Regions from separate parts of the Mus musculus genome. Here region 2 is linked to region 1. A link is a contact called in public promoter capture Hi-C data. All regions are on one chromosome and are shown on one strand. The core of a region is the stretch at or near the end of the contact, and the rest is flanking DNA. Distances in the headings are between cores, read along the strand shown.

Region 1 (7,645 bases), core at 2,393-4,892:
GTAGGAGAAGGCAGTGGGGCTGTGAGGTGACCCTGGGTTTCTTCACACCCCCTCCGGTTTGCCTCATTGAAATTCCCTGCCCGTGTACCTGCAGGGCCCTCTGCTCCCGGGACCCATGCCGACTGTGTGCTGCCGTGGGTGGCCCCAGTTCCTCCACTTTCCCCTTCTGCCTCCTCCTTAAGGGTTCTGGCTCCGACCTCCATCGTTTCCCCAGGGGACGTGAGACCCCTCCCCCAGGGCCCTGCCCTGAAGGGAAGCTGTAAGAGGTCTCTTTATCCCCCCAGCCCCCTCCCAGCCACCCCAGACCCCCATTTTCTTTATATGCACCCTCCAAACAGATCCTTGAGAATTCTCCCCATCCCCCCTGGACCAGTGACCTGGTGGGGGCTCCATCTCCAGTGAGAAGCTCCACAGGAGGAGGGGTCCGAGCATGGAGACCAAAAAGACATTTTCGCTTTTTAATCTCCCTCCCTGAAATGAAACTGGGACAAGGGGAATGTCGGCAGGTCCGTGCTGTAGCAAAGTTCTCCTCATCCAGACTAGCACCTCACCCCTGAGCCTCCCTCTTTTGACTCACCGGTCCTTGTGGCTGTTAAGAGCAGAAAGGAGCTGGGAAGAGCGCTCTCCCTTGGGAGTATCTGAGAGCTGAAGAAGAGGGTAAATGGGTCAAGGAAGCAGACATTCCTTGTCCCTCCCACCCCAGTTCCCACACTTTAGAACCCTTACCTCCCCCAGGAGCAGACTGTCCCAATTCTCAGAGGTGAAGGGGAGGATCTCTCGGTCAAAATCAAAATATTTCTTCTTACAGCAAACGCTGAGGTGGTAGAGGACAAGATGGGCCACATCCACCCTGGAGGAGCATGGAATTGTCAGCAGCATCGGCGCTATCAAAATCAGGGGTCATTAGGGTAACATGGTGGACAACAGAAATGAATCACAACCCATCTCACCAGCGAAGCTGTAACCTCCGGACCTTCTCAGGGCCGCCCCGGCACACACAGCACTCAAATTCATAGAATCTGCACATGGGCCAGGACAGAGGATGCACCTCATTCAGCCCTCTGACCCCGGCTGCAGAGGACTGCGGGAGAGCACAGGTGGACTCCCGAGCATGCGTGCATGTCCTGTCTCACCTGTCTCCGTAGAGGAGGGGCTTGCTCAGACACTGGGTGCAGGCCTCATGGAACCACTGGAGGCAGCTCCGGCACTGCAGCATTTTCAGGTTCCACCTGGAGGGGAGACAGCGCTTGTGGCCCTCAGACAGCCTTCTTGAAACCACAGGGCCCCCTCGCCCCCTGTTCACCCATTTTCCCGGGCTCTGCCACCACAACAACCCCCATCCCATAGCTTGACAACACCCTCTCCACTCACTCTCCAGGGCCTCCACAGTAGCAGTAGCTCTGCTGTCTGTTGCTCAAATGTCCAGCATCCCAGTCCAGCCCTTTTAATCCGTATGGCAGGGAGAGCTTCATGCCCAGCATGGCCCGGGCATAGGGACCTTTCTTCAGTGCGCCTCCCCTCTGCAGAGGGACAGACAGATGGAGACCTCAGAGAGGCAGGAACGGAGGAGAGACCACAGGAGCTTCCCACACAGGGGCAGAGAGGCACCTTTACCTTAGTGGCGATTGCAAAGACACACTGGCGGCATACCCAGGATGCGCCCTCTCCTTCTCCAGGGGCCGGGGCCCTGGGAACGTGACAGTCCTGGTGATAAGCTGAATAAGGACAATGTTGAGGGTAGACCACTGTGTGCATCTAAGTCCTGCTGTGTGTGTTATCCTGACACTGCAGGTGAGTCAACAAGCTTCTCACAGCTGAGGGCCTAGCCCAAGGAAGCACGGTTAAGAAAGGTAATGTAAGCCCCTCAGCTTTGCATGGCCTGGGTCACCTGATCTATGGCTCCCTCGCCCTGTTCTGAGAGATGTGGTGACAGGGTGAAGACTGGCCAGGACAGGAGACATAACTCATGCTATAAGGCAGGGCTAGTGGCAACCCAGAAGACCCAGGGCAGACTGCACCACCTAAGTATCCTGGCCTCTCACCATGGCGACACTTCTCACAGCTGACCAGCCGGTTCCCAGGTACCACGGTCTCAGAGCGACACACACAACAGAGCAGCTCCTCCCCAGGGAGGGCAGCTGTGAGGGAACAAAGTGTCAGGAGGCCTACCAACAACCAGTGTCCCCACCCACTCCAGCTTCTGCTGTCACAGGCTTCAGTCTGAAGGTCTCACCTGGGCTGATATCCTTCCATAGAACCAGAAACTGGGAATCGTCCTCAAACTGGACCAGACACACCTCTCGAGCACTGTCCACCTGGAATGGGTGCCCAGTGATGCTAAAATGGGAATGAGAACTGACTGGAGACTGGGAAGGCAGTGAGATCAGAGGTGGGTCTTACCTTTTTGATGGTACCCAAGTACAGCAGCCCATCAGTCCATCTGGCCAGCACATCTTGGCCTTCCCAAAGCCGAGGTCTGGGGCCTGAGGTGGGAGCAGGGGAAGCTGGATCCCAGAGAGAGGGGGCACCCAAACGGCTCAGCCGGGGGAGCTGCGCCATTGCATCCTGGGGGGGCCTATTCCAAGATAGGATGGTTAGAGTTATGGGTGCTGAGAAAGTTTCCCTGAGCTCGTTGTTTTCTCTTATGGATAAAGAAACCCTGTTCCTGGTGGAGCAGCTCCAACGCCCCAGTCTTCTAATCCTGAGCCCTATAAAGGTGGGTGGCTCTGGTCAGCTTCTCGACTCTACTCTTTTCCATCTCCCCTGCCTCGTTTTGTAGTTTCCCAGCTCCTAGGGACTCAGGTGAAATGATCTTTGCGGAATCAAGGTTACCGCTTAGCTTCACCTTGCCCAGCTGTTTACAGGGATCCTAAATGGGGCAATCTGTTGCCCAGAGATGTTTTGGGAGCTTTTCTGAAGACGTTTCCCGAGTAGAAACAGCTGCCTCCCCAGGCCTGTGTGTCTTATTTAGAACCACCACCCTGGTGCCAGGTGATGTTAGGTCACCCTCAAATTTGGGGCTCTCTGACCCGGGATTAGATAACTTCCCTGAGTGCCCCAAGAGGGGGGCGTGTCCCTGTCCAAGTCTCTACTCCCCTACACTGTCAGTCCAAGGAGGGACTTGAGTCGCCCCAGCACAGACCCTAAGCTGAGACCAGGAGGCTCTCCAACCCTTCTTCCTCACCGACCCCCAGCTCCCTGCCCCCCTCTCCAGGCCTCCCGCCTCCTCCTTACCGGTGACAGCCGGGGCAGCTGGAAGCCAGGTAGGGTCAGACTCAAGAGACCTGGATGAGTCTCCGGTGCGGGAAGACTGAGTGTGAGCGCCGGGGGGCGTGCAGGCGGAGGCCAGGGGGTCCCCGGGCCCAGCCCCTCCGTCCTGGCGGCTCTGGGGCGTATGACGCAGCAGCCAAAGCAGCAGCAGCGGCAGGAGGAGTCGACAGAAGGAGGGAGGAGAGTGGAGGGTGGGGAGCACCAGGGGGAGGAGACGACAGAGGGACGGGCAGGCAGCACCTCCCTCACCTCCAGCGGGCCCGGAGGGCGCTGCGCTGTTGGGGGCGCGGCCGGTCGCGGAGGTCGAGGAAATCCCTGCAGCCCCTTTTTCGGATGGGAGGCTTGCTCTGGGTCAGCAGGAAATAACCTTCTTGGCAGCTAGCCTGCAGGTCAGGGCCGGGCCCCGCCCCATGCCACATCCGTTAGCTGCCCCGCCCCCGTGGCCACTCCAAGCTCCGCCTCCGCACGCGGCACCGCCCTCCCCATTCACGCTGCCTGTCGCCCCGCCCTTCTGCGCACGCGTAACCCCGCCTGTGCGCCGCACCTGGGCACACGGCCACTCCTCCGGCCGCGAGAGCACTGGTGTAGGTTTGCTCCTCCTGGGAGGGAAAGGACAAGGGGCTATTTGGAACTAGTACTGAGTTAGTGACGTGCCCACACCAGCCAATAGGCACTAGGCGGCACGGAACCATGGTTCGAACCGGTGGGCAGGGAAAGAAAGAGATTGTGGAGTGCACTGGCAGTCACACCAGACAAGAGCATTCCTGTTCTGGGCTGGGGCTGGGGCCTGGCAGTCCTAAGAAATTGTTAAGAGGGCCCAGTGCCGAAGGGTAGAGAAGAGGCATCAGGACGGCAAAGTGTGCCCCACCAAGTGAAAGCCCATAGCCTCACTCTGCAAACACATCACAATGGACATTTCTACGTGCTTACAGTATTTATTTACAATACCTTCCTTTGGCAGCTAAAACCGTTAAGTTAATAAAACCGTTTAGAGCTGTAACAAGGGCCGGGCTGGGAAGATGGCTGGGCGGTTAAGAGCACTGACTGATTTTGCAGAGGACCCACATGTATTCCATAATCCCAGTTCTTGAAGGACCTGAAGCCCTGTTCTGAACTCACTGGAGCAGGAGACATGCACATGGTGCATGCATATACACTCAGGCAAAACAACTGCACACAATTTTTTAAAATCTAAGATTAAGAAAAGGATTAACATACAAAAGATTATTCTTTATTACATAATAAATACCCAGTAATATCATGTCTCAACTCCCACCCACCCCCACCGAATAAATACACACTAAAACAGAGACGCATGCGCACTGGCTTGCAAGGGCTCTGGATCCGACTTCACTTCTTATTAGCCTGAGCAGTACCAATGACACACTGGTTCACCTGTGGACAGATAAACAGGGTCACACAAGGTCAAGGGTTACAGATGAGAAGCCTTCCCACTCTGCCCCGTGCTGGGCCCACATCTGAATCTCTGAAGTCTCTGTTATGGAAGCAGGTCCAGCCTGCCCCCTGGAGGGATGGTGATGCTATGTCCACTAAGCCTGGAAGAGACCGGACTGAAAAGACGAAGCTTTATAGTGCTGGCTAGTTTTTATGTCAACATGACACCGGCTACTCCTCATTTGAGAAGAGGGGACCTCAATTGAGAAAATATCCCATCAGATTGGCCTGTGAGCAAGCCTTTTCTTAATCAATGATTGATGTTGGAGGACCCAACCCTAGTGTGGGCCAGTGCCACCCCTGAAAAGGTGGTTCCCCAATGAGGTAAGAAAACCGGCTGAGGAAGCCAAGAGGAGCGAGCAGTAAACAGCACTCCATTATGGCCTAAAGAAGTTACTGATCTGACATCCCTGGACATGGACTAGTTCTTTCTATTTCACCTTGTTTTTGATCATGGAGTTTTATCACATTATTAGAAAGCTAACTGAGACACCTACACAAAAACTACAGTAGCAGAGAGGTCTCCATTTTCAGCAACACCCTGGACTAGACACACCAAAGCACTCCTGTCAAGACATTAAACTCCTTTGAAAACTAGAGCTCCTGGGGCTGGAGAGATGGCTCAGCAGTTAAGAGCACTGACTGCTCTTCCAGAGGTCCCAAGTTCAATTCCCAGCAACCACATGGTGGTTCACAACCATTTGTAATGAGATCTGATGCCCTCTTCTGGTGTGTCAGTGACAGTACACTTACATACAGGAAATAAATAAATCTTTAAAAAAAAGAAAGAGGGGCTGGTGAGATGGCTCAACAAGTAAGAGCACTCAACTGCTCTTCCGAAGGTCCTGAGTTCAAATCCCAGCAACCACATGGTGGCTCACAACCATTTGTAATGAGATCTGACTCCCTCTTCTGGTGTGTCTGAAGACAGCTACAGTGTACTTACATATAATAAATAAATAAATATTAAAAAGAAAGAAAGAAGGAAAACTAGGGCTCCTGAGGAAAAAAAAAATCACCACAGAAGAAAATTGGAGACATAGACTACTAGGTACAGATCAAAGGATACATGAGTGGTGGGATTTTTATTTAGTGGTAGAGAGCTTGCCCAGCCCAAAGAAATGAGACAGGAGCTAACTTGAAGGTCCTCATACTGACCAAAGATGTAGCACTGTGATGATCAAAGACGGATGGGTGTCAAGTATGTACACACCTATAATGCATGCCTTCCTAATAAAAGCTTATGGGCACATATGGAGTCACTCAGGATAGGAACTCAATAATGAAAACCTATAGAGGATTCAGCATCTTGAGGCTGGAGAGACAACTCAGTATTTAAAAGCACTAGCAGAGGACCTGGGTTCAGTTGTTAGCACCTACATGGTGGCTCACAACAACCCACTCCAGTTCCAGGAAATCCAATGCCCTCTTCTGACCTCCTCAGATACCAAGTACAAATGTACAAACATCCTCCGCAGGCAAAACAGTCACATGAAATACAACTTTTATTTCCTTTTTCTTTTTTTCTTTTTTCTTTTTGAAACAGGATTTCTCTGTGTAGCCCTGGCTGTCCTGGAACTTACTCTGTAAATCAAGGTAGCCACAAACTCAGAAATCTATCTGTCTCTGCATCTTAGTTAGGTGTTGGGATTAAGGGCATGTGCCACCACACACAGCTAAATATTAATAAATAAAGAAATAAATAAATTTTGCAGCTGGAAAAAGGTCCTGAGATTAAGAGCACAGGCTGAATTTCAAAGGTCCTTGGAACCACACAGCAGCTCAGCGCTGTCTATGACTCCAGTACCAGGGAATGCAGCCTCCTCTTCTGGCTTCCTTAGGCACCAGGCACACATAGTGCACACATATACAAGCACACAAAATACTTATCCAAAAAAGAGCTGCATGCACCTTTTCCTATACAGCATGTCTGCATGCATGTTTCCCTTCACCTCATGCATGTCCACCTCAGCACAGCACATTCCCATGTCAGCGTCAGTTAGTCCATACCTTTAACGCTTAACAGGCTACAGCTATTCTAACTCTGATTCAGACCTCTGCTTCACGTGTTCACAGACTGACCCACAACAGCATCTGAGGAATGCTTTTACTTGGTAAGGGCTTCTTTGTAAAAAAGTCAGTAGTAATGAATACTGATTAGAAATCACCATTCTAAAGCCCTCTAACAAAATAATGGATGTAGCATTACTATTTCATAAACTCACTACTGAGAACCAATGAGCCTGGACACAGGTCTCGGTCTCAGCAACGGACAGGCAGGCTGGAGATGAGCTCCAGGTGAGCCTAGGCTACCTGGGACCTGCCTCAAACAGGAAATAAAGGAGAGATGAGATGGCAGTGGCAGCAGAGGAGGCAGCTCAGGGATAGAGCACTTGCTGAACACACACAGGCTCTCTGGGAGACCTCTAACACCACCAAAAAAAGAAAAAAGAGAAAAAAAGTTAAGCAAACACTTAATAAATGTAGAACTAGACTGGGTACTTATGATGTAACAGGCATACCAATTGTCCCAGCTATTAAATAGGTCAAGAATTTGAACTAGAATTACCAATCTAACCAAACCAAATCTCTAACTACCAAACAGCAAAACGCTGAGGGGAAGAGTGAGCAACCAGGACACAGACATCCTGCCTCAAGTAAAGACAGCCACAAGAGGCACGGCCTCACAACACAGTACAGTAAACAAGTACTCCCAGCAAACAGACCCATCTCCTCCAAGTGAGAGGATGCCCGCACTAGACAAACCTAACGCACAGACCTTCTGAGGTGGTTGGGAGAGACTGAAGTGGACATCACGACACGAGTACGGCCAGGGAAGCAGCACCACCTCCAGCACTTGGCAGGTGGAGGTAGAAGATCATGGCTGCAGGATTCCATCACTCTATGAACCCACAGATTT
Region 2 (7,645 bases), core at 3,771-6,270, 1.3 Mb before region 1:
GCATGCAGAAACACAGAATATAATCCAGCACAAACACGCTTTCTCAGCATACTTAACAGAATACAAATGGCGCCAAGCACTGGCTGCCGAGAAAAATGGCTACAGGACGAAAGGCGGTTGTAGGTCCCCACTGGCAGGGCTAGGTGATCTTTTATGCCACTGCACCTTTTAGCTTGTTGTAAAGAGCACAGGCTGGACCCTCTGCACACTCCTTCTGCTCAGCTGCCACAGTCACCCCTGCTTCGACATGACCATGTGTCTCTTTGCTGGTCCTGCCCAGGCCGTAGTTCCTGTCTCACCTCCTACTGGCCTTCTCTCAAAGGTGATCAGTGAGCCACCCTCAAGGACTTGCATTCTTTCCTGCTTCAACCTTAGCCAGAGCTCCTCAGCCTTCTGGGGTCTGCTCACAGTGACTCACCTGTCCAGTCAGCACTTGTCTCTTCCCTACAGAGTGTAAGTCTGTGAGATGGCTCAGCGGTTGAGAGTGCTGGCTGCTCTTGTGGAGGTCCTAGGTTCAGATCCTGGCACCCACATGGTGGCTCTCTTCTGACCTCTGTGGCCACCACATATATTCTGCCAGACACACAGGCAGGCAAATCACCCACTGGTAGAATGAGAAGTAACCAGAGACCAGTAACCACTCAGCAAAACCCCAGGGAACAGAGCAGGACTAGCTCTGCCATCAGGCAGAACACACAGTGGTCAGCTTAGTTCCCATTACTCACAATCTCCTCTAACTTCAGCTCCGTTGATCTCCCTTTCCTGGCCTCTGAGGGTTTCTGCAGACACACACACACACAAGGCTGAACTGCTGTCTCTCCCTGGGCCTCTGCTTTCAGCCCACCTGACTCTTCTTTCTCTCTAGAGCAGTGGTTCTCAACCTTCCTAACACTGCAACCCTTGAATACAGTTCCTCATGTTGTGCTGACCCCCAACCATAAAACTGTTGCTACTTCATAACTGTAATTTTGCTACTGTTATGAATGGTAATGTATCTAATATGCTGGATATCTGATATCTGACCTCCAAAGGGGTGGAGACCCACAGGGCGAGAACAGCTGATCTAGACTATTCTAGATCCTGGGAACTCATAAGATTACCCAGGGTAAGCCGGGCGTGGTGGTGCACACCTTTAATCCCAGCACTCGGGAGGCAGAGGCAGGCGGATTTCTGAGTTCGAGGCCAGCCTGGTCTGCAGAGTGAGTTCCAGGACAGTCAGGGTTACACAGAGAAACCTTGTCTCAAAAAAAAAACAAAAAACAAAAAAAAAACAAAAAACAAAAAAACAAAAACAACAACAAAAAAATGGAACTAGAAAATATTACATGAGGTAACCTGGCTCAGACAGACAAACACCGTCTATGTTCCCTCTCGAGGCAGGATCTGACTTCTGATTTTTGTATTGTGCACTTAAATGGATGTCATTGTAAGTAGCATCCAGGGTACTGGGAAGGGGAGCAATGTAAGGGGTGGGTGGGGAAGGAAACAGAATGTGTGAGATGTGAATGTGGGTAGGGAGGATTGTGGGGAAGAAGACGGTATGGGAAGCAAGGGGATGAGAGAGAGCACCAATGGGGAGGACCAACCAAAGCTAAGTGTGCATGAATATGTACAAAGAAACCTATAGTTTGTGTGCTGATTAAAGGTAAATACATTTTTTAAATGTGATTTTAAAAGATTAAGAAAATGTGATTATCATTAAAAAGCTCCTGGTAAGAGATGGAAAACCATTTGGTGTCCTTGCTGCACCTGTGACTCTCTGAGGCCCCCTGCTGGCTTCCAAGGACTCTGCACACACTCACAAGCACACACGAAGTTCCCAATAAGGGAGACAACAACCTTTATGTGGAAGTATGTCCAATGGTAGCCCAGGAGGACTCAGGTGGACTGCTATCACTGCCCAGGCCTCTGGCCTGCAAGCAGCGCCCCTGAAGGTCACTCTGGTCTCTGTGCACTGAACCCTCAGCCTGCTGTGTGCCAAGCCTGCGCTCTACCTTGAGTCCCGTCTTCATGGCCCTCCTGCAGGTTATCTAAGCCTGTGCTCCACGCATACTGTCCCTCCCTACACCCTCTATGAGTCTGATTATCCTAACCTCAAACTTCCTCCCAAGTCCAGAACATAGTGTGATAGTTTTGTCAACGTGGCATCATGAAGACTCCCCTGGGAAGAGAGGCTCAGTGAAGGCTGTTTGGATGAGGCTAGCCAGTGGTCTGGCCTTAGGAGGAGTGTCTTGACTGCATAAGAATAGAAGGGAGGCCTCGACCACCGTGGGTGACACCATTCCCTTGGCTGAGTCTTGAATTGAACAAGCACTAGACAAGCTTGCATTCATTCTCTCTTTGTTCTTGACTGTGGACTACCTGTTTCAAGTTTCCGCCTTGATTTCCCCAAAATGATGGGCTATACTTTGGAACTGTGAGCTACAATAAGCCCTTCCTCCCATCAGGTGCATTTCGTCAGGGTATTTCATCACAGCTCCAGGAAGGAGACGAGGCTGGGGGTTTGCCCTTGTGCTGTTTGCTAACCTGAGCTCAGGCAGCTCAACAACTTCATATCCCATCCCCCCTTGCTAGAGAGGTGGGAAGCCAGCGGGACAGAGGAGGAAGCTCTGGTGCCAGGCTCAGTAAAAGGCTCACCCCAGCTCCATCTTACCAAGCTGGGAACTCCTGGGCCACTGTTTGGCCTTTCTGTGGCTCAAGTTGCCCATCTGAGGCCAAGACTAATATCCACGAGCTCGGGATGGGAATTAGTTGTGAAAGACACTCGACAATTTTAAAGATGTATTTTTGTTGCTTTTGATGTGAGTGGGTATGTGTCCATGTATGCCAAAAGAAGGCATCAGGCTCCCAGGAGCTGGAGCAATGGGAGTTTGTAAGCTATCTGATGTGGGGTGCTGGGACTCGAACTTGGGTCCTCTGCAGGAGTAATAACTGACCTCAAGCTCTGAGCCATCGCTCCATCCCTATTTTAACTTTGATTTCTTGAAAGTCTCATGCTGGCTAGGCATAGTGGTGCACAACTGAAATCCTAGCACTTGGGAGGCTGTGGCAGGGGGATCTCTGTGAATTCAAGGCTAGCCTGGTCTGTATAGAGAGTTCCAGGCCAGCCAGAGTTACATGGTGAGAGCCAGTCTCGGAAAGAGGGAGCGAGGGAGAGAGGGAGAGAGGGAGAGAGAGGAGATTGACTCATATAGTCTCATGCAGCTCAGTCCAGCTTTGAATTCACCAAGGATAACACTGAACTCCTGATCCTCCTATCTCTGGCATTATGGACCTGCTGACATCACACGGGCATGCTGACATCACACAGGCATGCTGACATCACACAGGCATGCTGGTACTGAGTGAAGAAGTGAAGCTTGAAGCTCTGCCTATGAGGTGACTCAGTAGGTAGGGCATGACACATGGCACTTGCCATCAAGCCTGGTGGTGCCCTGAAGTGAGCCCACATGGTAGAAGGAGAGAACAGACTCTTTCCTACAAGCTGTGCTCTGACCATCATACATGGGCACAGGCACACACAGAGATAACAACAAACAAACAAACAAACAAACAAACAAATGTACATAAGTAAGAACTTTAAAGAAAAGCATCGGCTAAGCTCCCAGGAGCAGTTGAGGAGGGTGCTGACGTAAGGAAGCCTCAGGTCAGCCTCTGTTTGCTTCTGAGCACACACCTCCTGGGGCTTTCGAGTTCCAGATAAGGGCTGCTTCACTCAGCTCTGGAAAGCAGGAAGTCCCCAAGGCTTTCCTGGTCCCTGAGAAAAGGGACAAAGCGGTTGAGTGGAGAGGCAGCGGAGCAGATGGGCTCTCCCTGCCCTAGTAGAGCACTCTAGAGATGGGAGCCCAACCATGCCCTCCACAGATCTACCCGCTAGGATCCCCCAGATTCCCTTGGCAGCCTGCACGCTCACTCAGGAGGGGGTCTGCGGATGTGACAGAGAAATAACGCCGGAAGCAGGCTACAGGGGTGACACCTGCACACCACATTAACAGGACAGTACACCTCACACACTCAGGTCACACTGGGCTCCTTCACCTCACAAGCAAGGAACCGGCTCGACACAGAATGCCGAGGACACATGCCTCTGTGCACCAGATGTTACACTGGTGACAGGGACAACCTGTAAACACTGGTTCATTCAGGAGTGCTGAAATGCAGGCTCTGAGGTGGCCATGAGCCAGGGGAAGACATCCCAGCACTTTCCCCAGCCTGCACAGAGCAACCTGTTCCTTGCCAGGACTCTCCGGCCTTGGCCTCCAACTCATGAGCTTCCCGGGAGGCCGAAGAGGGAGGACAGCACAGAACAGGCACTCGGAACGCCCAGAGAGCTGACTGTCTTGGTGCTGTGGCAATAGGCAGAGGACAAGGTGGCCCAGACAGGAAAGACAACAAACTGATTCAGCCCTAGCCACCGACTTCTCAACAATAAATGCTCTGGAGGACACCGAGGAGTGCTAGGGACAGAGTCCTCTCTACTCACCCAGGGCTCAGGAGCGGCTTCCTTGAGGATGCGGATGCTGCAAACTGGATAGAGACAGGTCTGTGGGCTGGCTGTGGGCCGCCGCAGCAGAGGCCACTCAGCCAGTCCCGGGCCACTCGGCACTCAGCTGCCCAGCCCTCTTTTCTGGAGGCCTCTACCACAGTCTCCACCCAAATCCTGGGGCTACAGCAGGTGGTAGCTCCCCACCCACCATAACCTGCTTGGCAAGGCCTTCCGCACCTTTCCCCACTGAAGCTTCCTGCTTCTCTCTTCCCCAGGAGTCCAGATCGAGGCAGGGCCTTCCTTATCTACCTGGGATTCACAGGCCAGCTTGGGAACCCTAGGCACTGACCTTACCATGGCTCACAGTCTGCTCCTTACAGCCTGCACGTCCCCGAGGGAGTAGGTGGGGGTTGGAAGGGTGCCTGCAGGATACCTTGGACACAGCCTTCCCTCTAAAAGAGGCTGAGAGCAGGCAGGGGGCCTGCAGCTAGCCCAGCGGAGGGCCTGCTTTCTACCTGAGACTGCCAGGTGCACAGGGCGCTGGGAAACACAGGGTGTGGTGTCCTGGGAGCCCTGTACTGGAGTGACCTTAGTGCTGGCCAACCACATCAGAGGTAGGACTGGCACAGGGACAAGGCAAGACTGTCCCCAAACACAAGTAAGCTTGGCTCATGAGCAGAGTGGCCTGGCCTGGGAGCTCAATCTCACGCAGCCTCGGGTCCGGAAGTGCTGTTACAGTCATGCGAAGAGGCAGCAGGGTTGAGTGGTCCCAAACCCAGGAATACTGGTTCTGAAGGTTCATCACAAAACGCTTCTTTCTTTTTTTTTTTTTTTTTTTTTTTTTGGTTTTTTGAGACAGGGTTTCTCTGTGTAGTCCTGGCTGTCCTGGAGCTCACTTTGTAGACCAGGCTGGCCTCAAACTCAGAAATCCGCCTGCCTCTGCCTCCCAAGTGCTGGGATTAAAGGCGTGCACTACCACACCCGGCTCACAAAAAAAACGTTTCTTAACTGCCATTACTCATGACATGGGAGTGATGGTCGCCAGTGGCTCGCACACGCAGAGGTCAGTCCTTCCAGGCCTCTGCTGGTACTAAAGGCATGGCCTTTAGGTGCCTTCTATACAATGGGATTTCCATTCTATAGTCCTGGCTGGCTGGGAACCCACGATCTTTCCTGAACCTGCAGGTGGCAGGCCTCCTAGGGAAAGCAACCTCCCGCCTCTGAGACAAGGTTTCTCACAGGTCTGGAGGCTGGTGAGCAGGCTAGGCTGGCCGGTATGCCCCAGAGACCCATCTCTCTCCACCTCCCCGTGCTGCGCTCGCAGGTGCACAGCCAAGCTTTTAGTGCAGGCTCTGGAAATGGAACTTAGGCCTTCACACTTCATATCAGAAAATTAAATTAAAACGAGCGTGTGGGGCCCCGTGCCTGAAACGCCATTATCAGCACAGAGATATGGGAAGATCTGGAGCCTGAGACCCTCCTTTGTCTCAGGCATCAAAAAATGAAGGAAGCAGGAAAAGTCAGTTTTTTTTCTTTTAAAATTCATAAAGTGAAAACATTCCTTTAAAATTCTGTGTGAAAGACACAGAATAATTTATAAATTGAAGGGTTTCTGGAAATTTCTGTTCCTTGTTCCCAAATCCTGACAGCCAGGGACTGCTGGGAACCTGCAGTCCTTTAGGCCCTTTCTTATGTGGCTCCAGGGGCAGGCTCCCGCAGGCACGCACGCACAGCAGCCAGAGTCCTCCTCAGGTAGAGTCACTTCCTGGCCCGGCGTGGGTGCTGAGCATGTGTAAACACACTGACCCAGGCACCAACAGCTGTGTGAGGAGACCACACAGGAAGCAGAGCCTGCAGAAGAATGAACGCTGGCAAGGTGGGAAAGGCCAAGCAGGAGGGCTAGTGGGGCAGGCAGAGCCAGTGAGCCGCACCTCGCTGAGGCATCCAGCTCTCAGATAAGGCGCAGGCCGTGGCCTTGGATCCCAGGTATAACACGTGAACCTAACTCTGAGGTTGGACTTCGGAGGGGAGACCTCGGATGGCTCAGTGGTTAAGAGCACTAACCCTCAGGCTCCATCCCCAGCGCTTGCACGGTCTCTAACTACAGTTCCAAGAAGATCTGACACCCCCTCTGGCTTTCACGCAGTACTGCATACACATGATGCTGATACACATGCAGGCAAAACACCAGTAAGTATAAGGTAAGTTAAATCGGAGTGGAAAGAGACAGAAGAAAGAGAGAGAGCACCAGAGGTCGGCAAAGTCAGTGGAGAAGCAGAGGGCCTGACATCTTAAACCCAGCAGTAGGGCGCTCCCTACCCTGAGGCATCCACTGAGGCAGCTCTTTCTGCCTGGGCCACCTCAGCCACTACTCACTCTGACTTATGCCTCCTCATCCGTCAGACATGGGCTTGGCCACCACTTCCTTAGATAAGCCTCCGCCTCCCCATCCACAGCTCTTCCCACGTCTGCTTGCTAACGCATCTGACATGCATTTGGCTGCCTGGGGTGTGACCACAGGCACACCTGAAGTCACCATAGGTGTCTGTTGCCAAGGGGTGATGGTGACCCCTTCCAGAACCCTGGAGAGGTCCTGAGTGTCCAGTCCCCACCAGAGCAATCCCAATGCCCCTGGAAGAGCTGACAGCGCTCCTGACCAGTCACCATCAGCAAGCTTTGCTTAATGCTGTGTATGTGTGAGGCCCTCGGAGGACAAGTGCTGGGTACCCTCGTTTCCCACAAGCTCCCCAAGTGGTGGGTACAGAGCAGGCATGTGCTGACCAAAGGCGAGTTCAAGACTGCCCAGAGGGGACTGAGACCTAAGCATGGGTGCTCTGCCTGTGTGCTCTTCCTGCCCTTTCTTATGTGGCTCATTTAAAACACTGAGCTAGCTCAGGCTGGGGGGGACAGACGGCACAATTGGTAAGTCACTTGTATAACTATGGGGACCTGAGTTGAATGCCTGGAGCTCACATGAAAGAGCTGGGTGTGGTGGCTGCACCTGTAAGCCCAACACTGGGGAGGCAGAGGCAGGCGGGTCCCTGGGGCTCACTGGCCAGCCAGCTTAGCCCACTTAGCAAGCTCCAAGTCCCAGTGAAAAAGTCTGTCTCAAACAAGGCATGTAGCTCCTCTAACCTCCTCCTCCCCAACAGAAGGAGC

What was found. Promoter capture Hi-C pulls out the DNA fragments that hold promoters and counts their contacts.
Region 2: a contact with region 1 is called in a promoter capture Hi-C map of liver, with 3 times the contacts expected there. The contact joins the promoter of 1810013A23Rik here to the promoter of Phf1 in region 1. A contact is called at or near these places in 4 of 39 promoter capture datasets (the 3T3-L1 cell line, hippocampal neurons, liver and 1 more) and 1 of 115 datasets of contacts at active chromatin or transcription factors (pancreatic cancer cells).

The regions. Positions count from the first base shown.
Region 1 is chr17:26,929,124-26,936,768 of GRCm38.p6, reverse strand. Phf1 (PHD finger protein 1) reads right to left here and starts at 3,642. Exons shown (of 15, transcript NM_009343.3): 1 at 3,235-3,642; 2 at 2,401-2,575; 3 at 2,234-2,315; 4 at 2,043-2,138; 5 at 1,615-1,715; 6 at 1,372-1,520; 7 at 1,134-1,229; 8 at 951-1,019; 9 at 727-850; 10 at 578-645; 11 at 378-482; 12 at 89-257. The coding sequence starts at 2,559. Kifc5b (kinesin family member C5B) reads right to left here. Exons shown (of 11, transcript NM_053173.2): 11 at 4,190-4,665. The coding sequence ends at 4,621. It overlaps Mir6968 (microRNA 6968), which reads right to left and starts at 1,297; the gene lies at 1,230-1,297.
Region 2 is chr17:28,269,083-28,276,727 of GRCm38.p6, reverse strand. 1810013A23Rik (RIKEN cDNA 1810013A23 gene) reads right to left here and starts at 5,020. Exons shown (of 3, transcript NR_045427.1): 1 at 4,841-5,020; 2 at 4,484-4,527; 3 at 3,565-3,757. All of the region lies in intron 2 of Ppard (peroxisome proliferator activator receptor delta), which reads right to left.